2 separate regions of the Zea mays genome follow, and region 2 is linked to region 1. The links are chromatin contacts, called in public Hi-C maps. All regions are on one chromosome and are shown on one strand. Each heading gives the region's core, a stretch centred on a gene start, on an enhancer-like site or on the middle of the called end of the contact. The rest is flanking DNA. Distances are from core to core; before and after follow the strand shown. Region 1 holds the start of LOC103632020 (ABC transporter F family member 4). Region 2 holds the start of LOC100382025.

Region 1 (3,526 bases), core at 735-3,234:
GAAAAATCCAGACGTCAACACCACAGATACCAAAACAGAGGAATGGGCAGAATCTAAAGTGGGAGAAATATAACAAAAGCAACGCGGATACAGGAAAATGTGACGGGAGGGAGTCTATGAAAAAGGACTGACGGACGGAGCGCGGAATAAGAAACTTGATCTAGCGTGTCACTGTTCATCACCCTAAACACTGTGCTGTGGGTCCACGAGTAATTGTTAGTAGATAAAAAATTGATAGTTGATATAGAAAATGATATTTTATAATGGTAGTGGGGTATAGGGGGAGTATTTAGGGGAACCGCTGCGGGAGATGAAAAAATAGGGGGTGGGGGTGATTAGAGGGAAAAAGTGATATAGGGGGAAAAATTTAGAGGTAACGGTTGCGGATAGCCTAACGCTACTACCACGACGAAGAGGAAAGTGGCGGCGTCGGGGAAGAGGTTGATGACGGCGGCGCGAGTTATGGGGAGGAGGAGGCAGCAGGGACGCAGGGGAGTGGGAAGAAGAATCTAGAGGTGGTGGAGTCGTAGATGAGGAAGATGAGAGAGATGTGATATGATTTAAATAATATTGTTTATTGATTTTGAGTGAGTAAGAGAGATAATATTATCCAATAATTTGAATTGTTGGTTTTGGTGGTGTGTTAAATCTAAATGTAATTTATTTGGAAGATTTAGTGGAGGTTATAGATGAGGCTCGTTTGGTTTGGATGACCAAACTAGTGGATTAATAGTGATATAGAAATAGATATAGATAAATCTATATGCTCATTCATTCTTTAATAAAAAGTATGCATGCCATCCTTTTATTGATTACAAAAAACTCCGTGTCATCTTACTATGGCCCTGTTTGGCACAACTGCTGTTTGTTGAAAAAGCAGTTTATCTGATAAGTTAGTAAAAAGCAGCTTATGCTTATTGGCTGCTTTTAGTTTATTTTGAGAAATATGTTAACTGATAAGCTGCTGCAGAAGCTGTCTGTTTGACAGAACTTCGGCTTAAATTTGTGAAGAAGCTAAAAATAAGCTGTACCAAACAGAACCTATATGCAATACATATAAGTTATCTGCATGTTTTATTTGTTTTATCATCCTATCCTTCCAAAATATAACCTAATATTTTATTAGCTTACCGATTTTTACAAGATATGTGCAACGAAATAACATGCAACCAAGCTAATATATGTACATAGTAGCTAGGATACTATATAGTAATGCCATATCTATAACAAATATAACTTTTTTAAAAAAAAAACTGCGCAGCAATGCACATGAAACAGTATAGATAGAATGATGTGTCAGTTATTATCAAAATATAACTTTAGGATTTAACTAAACCATACAATTGATTCTCTGATTTCTTCCTCTGGGGTTTATATTGTGCAAACCTAGCTTGCTATCTTATTTTCATGCTTTTATTCAAATAGGGGCGAAGGTGTGTGCGTGCACCCACGACGACAAGGCTGGTTCCGGTACCGATTATGTTAGTACCGTGATATCGATCGTCATTAGCCCTTATATATGGCAACGTTCTACTTTACCTTCACCTCATGTTCATCCCGACACCATATCAGTTCTTTTAAGAATTTTTATTTAAAATAAAATATGATATTTTACTGGAAAAATCATCTGGTCATATAATCAAGAAAAAATATAGTTCAAACAAAATAAATAAATGCAAAAAATAAAACTATATAGTATGTAAAAAAATGATACTTTTATTGCTTGTCATTGTCATCCTCTTCTACCCCTCTGCATTTTCTTCCTTATCAAATTTTAATTGTCTGGCCAATTTTGTTATGGCCAATCTATGGATCTTTTTCATATCATCGTCTATGACTGATCTAGTAATTTGGTGTAAATTAGTGAATTGATCAAACAAATTTTAGTTGAGTTATCCCCTCTAGCTAGCTTTGTTTAGATACTGGATACACATGCATAAAAAAAATTATCCATAAATACTTTATTATATCTATAGCCATACTCATGGATAACAAATCTAACTATAACTATATTCAATAGATAAATAACTATATCTACGATTATTTGTATATATCCATACCTGCCATCCGTAAATCGGAGTCCGAGACGGGCCGGACCAACCGTCCGATCTCCTTTTTCCTCCCCTCGACCCCTCGTATATCCAAAATCCTCCGGTCCACAAAAATCCCCGATCTACTTTACTCCCCTGGCCCTAAGCCAAACCCAAATTCCCCCATCCCACGACGCCGCCGCTGCCACCACCACCACCATGGGAAGAAAGGACACCTCGTCCTCCTCCGCGGCCGCCGGCGGCGGGAAAAAGGAGAAACCTATGTCGGTGTCAGCCATGCTCGCCTCCATGGACGCCCCCGCGGCGAAGCCCAAGTCCTCCAAGTCGGCGGCGCCGTCCAAGGCCAAGGCGAAGCCCTCCAAGGCGCCGGCGTCCTCGTACATGGGCGACATCGACCTGCCCCCCTCCGACGACGAGGACCAAGAGGAGGCCCAGCTCGCCGCCGCCAAGCCCAAGCCGGCCCGCGCCGCCGTCGACCTCAGCGCCGGCGCTGCGCCGTCGCACAAGGACGCCAAGAAGAAGGACAAGCGCGAGGCCGTGGCGGCCGCAGCCGCCGAGGCCGCCAGGCAGGAGGCGCTGCGCGACGACCGCGACGCCTTCTCCGTCGTCATCGGCGCGCGCGTCCCGGGCTCCTCCGCCGCCGACGGCACCGTCGACGACAACGTCAGGGACGTCGTGCTCGAGAACTTCTCCGTCTCCGCGCGCGGGAAGGAGCTGCTCAAGAGCGCCTCCCTCCGGATCTCGCACGGCCGCAGGTACGGCCTCGTCGGCCCCAACGGCATGGGCAAGTCCACCCTGCTCAAGCTCCTGGCCTGGCGCCAGGTCCCCGTGCCGCGGAACATCGATGTCCTGCTCGTCGAGCAGGAGATCATCGGCGATGACCGCTCGGCCCTCGAGGCCGTGGTCGCCGCCGACGAGGAGCTCACCGCCCTCCAGGCCGAGCAGGCGAGGCTTGAGGCCTCTAATGATGCTGATGACAACGAGCGGCTTGTGGAGGTGTATGAGAAGCTGAATCTCGTGGGCTCTGACGTCGCCCGTGCCCGAGCGTCCAAGATTCTTGCGGGGCTGGGGTTTGATCAGGCGATGCAGGCCAGATCCACAAAGTCCTTCAGTGGTGGCTGGAGGATGCGTATTTCGCTTGCCCGTGCGCTCTTCATGCAGCCAACTCTGCTGCTGCTCGATGAGCCGACTAATCACCTGGATCTGCGCGCTGTGCTATGGCTGGAGGAATACTTGTGCTCCCAGTGGAAGAAGACATTGATTGTTGTTTCCCATGACCGTGACTTCCTGAATACAGTGTGCAATGAGATCATACACTTGCATGATAAAAGTCTTCATGTGTACCGTGGAAATTTTAATGATTTTGAGAGTGGGTATGAGCAGAAAAGGAAGGAGATGAACCGAAAGTTCGAGGTGTATGAGAAGCAGATGAAAGCGGCCAGGAAGTCTGGGAGCAAGGCCGCACAGGATAAGGT
Region 2 (3,526 bases), core at 736-3,235, 180 kb after region 1:
GCCAAAGGTGGGGCGGGTGGGTTCAAGCCCTCCCTACCGCTCCCGAATCCATGAAGCCTCACTGAAGCATCTCCCAAAGTTCAAAACATACACATATAATATAGAAGAGGCTTTATATAATGTAATGGTTTACTTTAGCCTCTCCTAAATTTTTTTTCTAGCTCCATCCCCGGTTATGTATTAACTATTCGTAACCAAGCGATGAAGATCCCATTCGTGAAACTAAAGGCGAGACACAAGTAACTAGAAAAAATAACTCCACAAAATGATGAAGATCTCGTGAGGCCAAATGTCGAAAAGCAAATTCTACACAAAGGGGCGCCACAACCACACACTCGCAAAACCATGGCATTTCACAGCAATACAATGCAAGCTCATCCTTGCCCTAGCACACAGCTTGTTGCAATTTCTCTTCGCCTCATACTTATCATATCAATAGGGTTACACTTTTTTAGAAACCACATCACTTAATATACAAGGTATATATGCGTGTAACATCTGATAGGTTTAATAATAAATCTCTTTCTCTATCCCTAAATCCGTTTCGGTGGCTTGGACGCTAGAGCGTGAGGCTTTGACCGACACGGTGAGGCCTAGATTCGCGTCGATGACGTAGAGTGCCACAATCCTCTCTTTTTCCTCCTCTCTACACACCTCACGCGACACATCCGACGACAACGGGCTAAGCTCAAAGGTGAGCGTATCTCCTCTTCTCGACCTCTTTCGTGATAGACCCGATGCGCTACTAGCAACGACGAATTTGGGGCGATGGTTTGATGGTTGTCCTCACAAAACACGTGAAGAAACCACGCTTTCCACCCAACGCGTATCTCGTTGATTTCTTCATTCATTAGAGGATATGTTGAGACGATTCCTTTACGGAGAAGCAATCTCTCTCTCTCTCTGTCTTGAATAACACTCACCACATCCGGACATCCCTATATAGTATATGGAAGGATAGTTAATACCATGAATATATTCCACTCAACGCATTGACACTACTCTTACATTGTCCACTATATATAGGGAAATCTTCTATTGTGCTAACATTATTAGTCAAATAATAATTACGACATTTCTTATCGAGCAAGGAACTGAGCATAGCGTAATCAATCTAGTACTACTACATTAACGCGTTGAGACTGTTCTTTGTATGTGTCAAGAGATCTTATGTTGTGCTAACATTATGAGTGAAGCAACCTAATATTAACCGTTAATATGATATGTACAAGAAAGAACCAAATACGACGTAGTCGATGTAGTACTACATTAAATAGAAGGTCAATTAACATTGGACTTGTTGCGGTTTGCCAATGCACGAATATCAAACCATCTATTCATGTTAACCTGTAAATTCTAAAATTGTTATGATTGTAGTTGTTGTTGGCCATGTTGTTTTCCATCAATGTCTAATACAGTGTATCTTGTAAATTTCCCTGTTTAATAAATATGGGGTCTATGTCCTGTATAAACCGATTTATGGTTGAAAGCTGGAATACCAAAGCTAATTTATTTACATCAAAAGTAAAGTACACACCTCTAACTTTTGTCGCACAAAACCACGGGCAGCAGAAACAAGGGTAAACTCCAAAGGGGCAAACTTGCCATTTCATGCTGAAATCGACCTTTCATACGAAAACTACGGATCCACCCCTCCCTATGCAGCAGTTGTAAGTTGTAACTTGTACAGATGGCTTATCCCAACCAACAGTCAGGGGTAAACCCGTCACTTCACTCCTCGCCCACGGAGTCCTCCGTCCCCCTCCCAACAAGGGCAACGACACAGTGACCCACCGCTCGGGCCCACCTGTCAACGTCGTCCTTCCCCTGCCCCCACACCGCCTACCACGTACTCTACGGGCCCACACACCGTCCACGTCACCCACCCCCATCCGCCATACAGCATACAGGCCAGGGCCACTCACTCTTTATAAGACCTTGCGGGGCACCTCACTGTCCCACTCCTCCGTCTCCGTTCTCGTCTCCGAAGACAAGAAGGGAACACGAACCGCCGGAGATGAACACCGCCGGCGAGCCTCCTTTGGGGCACAAGTAAGACGGCGTATACTGTAGCGCTTGTTTGGTCGTAATAGGCAGGGCACGCCGCACGCGCCATTCATGTTTTGGTTGCCGAGTGAGGACGGTGGTTGTGGTTGGTTGGAGAGGGGAACGAAGGGGGAGGGAGGGTGCGGCGGCGGTGCTGTAAGTGGCGGTCATCGATGACGTTTCGGTTCCCGGTGAAGAACCAGCAGGGCACGATCGACGGCAGTCCGTTTGCGCCGGCGACGGCGAGGGTGTCGATGTTCCGGAGGCTGATGGTGCGGGTGACCCCGGCCGAGCGGCTGGCAGCTGGGGACGGCAAGGAGAGAGAGAAGGACGAGAGGGGAGGGGAGGCGGAGGCTGGGTCGGTGGGGCTGGACAAGATGGTGCTCAGCTTCATGGAGGAGTCCTCCGCGGCCGTGGAGCGGCCGTCGCGCGGGCGGTGCGGCAACTGCTTTAACGGCAACCATCAGGACGGCAGCGACGACGAGGACTTCGACTTCCTGCCCTCCGCCTCCGCGCCCGCCGCGGCGCCGGCCGCGGGCGGCGACGCCTTGGAGCTGCTGAAGGTACCGTCTTTTGTCCCCGATTCAGCTGCTGTCGCCTCCCAAGTCGCTCACCGTCCGTCCAGTGGTCAAGAACTGATTTCCAGTTATTTCTTCTTCCTCCCCTTCTTTTCCGCCTTCCGTCCCCGTTCCTTCTCGCACGCAGGGCCTGGTGCAGTGCGCGAGCACGGCGGAGCGGAACCTCCTGGCGGACGCGTCGCGGATCGCGGAGCGCTGCGGGCGGAAGAAGGCGGACGCCCGGCGCGCCGTGGCGGACGGGCTCCGCGCGCTCGGGTACGACGCGGCGGTGTGCACGTCGCGGTGGGACAAGGCCCCCTCGCACCCGGCCGGCGAGCACGAGTACATCGACGCGGTGGTGGCGGAGGCGGAGCCCGGGGCGACGGACGGCGTCCGCGTCCGCCTCGTGGTGGAGGTGGACTTCCGGGCGGAGTTCGAGGTGGCGCGGCCCACCAAGGCGTACCGCGCGGCGCTGCAGGCGCTGCCGCCGCTGTTCGTGGGCACCCCGGAGCGGCTGGGCCGGGTGGTGGCCGTGGTGGCGGACGCGGCGCGGCAGAGCCTCCGCAAGCGCGGGCTCCACCTCCCGCCGTGGCGCAAGCACGAGTACATGCGCGCCAAGTGGCTGTCCCCGCACGCCCGCAGCGGCGGCGGCGGCGGCCCGGACGAGACGCCGGCGCTCGCGACGCCGGTTCCCGCTTTCTCCGGCGTGTTCGAGCCGCGGTTCGGCGAGAAGCCGAAGGCGCCCGGCGACGACGGCATTCCCGACGGCGGAGATGACAAGAAGGCCACGGTCGTGGTGCCGCCGTCGCCGTGGCGGCCCGAGGCGGCTAGCAAGCTGAGCCCGCAGCCGCCGCAGGCAAGGAGGAAGGTGGTGACCGGGCTGGCGTCCCTGCTGCTGCTCGCCAGCTGATCAACCCAAGGAG

What was found. A called contact is a pair of places that touch in the nucleus more often than the background predicts.
Region 2: a contact with region 1 is called in a Hi-C map of leaf, with 5 times the contacts expected there. The contact joins the promoter of LOC100382025 here to the promoter of LOC103632020 in region 1. A contact is called at or near these places in 2 of 25 Hi-C or Micro-C datasets (leaf and leaf mesophyll).

What each region holds. Positions count from the first base shown.
Region 1 is chr7:10,522,274-10,525,799 of Zm-B73-REFERENCE-NAM-5.0, forward strand. LOC103632020 (ABC transporter F family member 4) reads left to right here and starts at 1,985. Exons shown (of 2, transcript XM_023300575.2): 1 at 1,985-3,526. The coding sequence starts at 2,250.
Region 2 is chr7:10,706,047-10,709,572 of Zm-B73-REFERENCE-NAM-5.0, forward strand. LOC100382025 reads left to right here and starts at 1,986. Exons shown (of 2, transcript NM_001174790.1): 1 at 1,986-2,609; 2 at 2,693-3,526. The coding sequence starts at 2,220. The coding sequence ends at 3,442.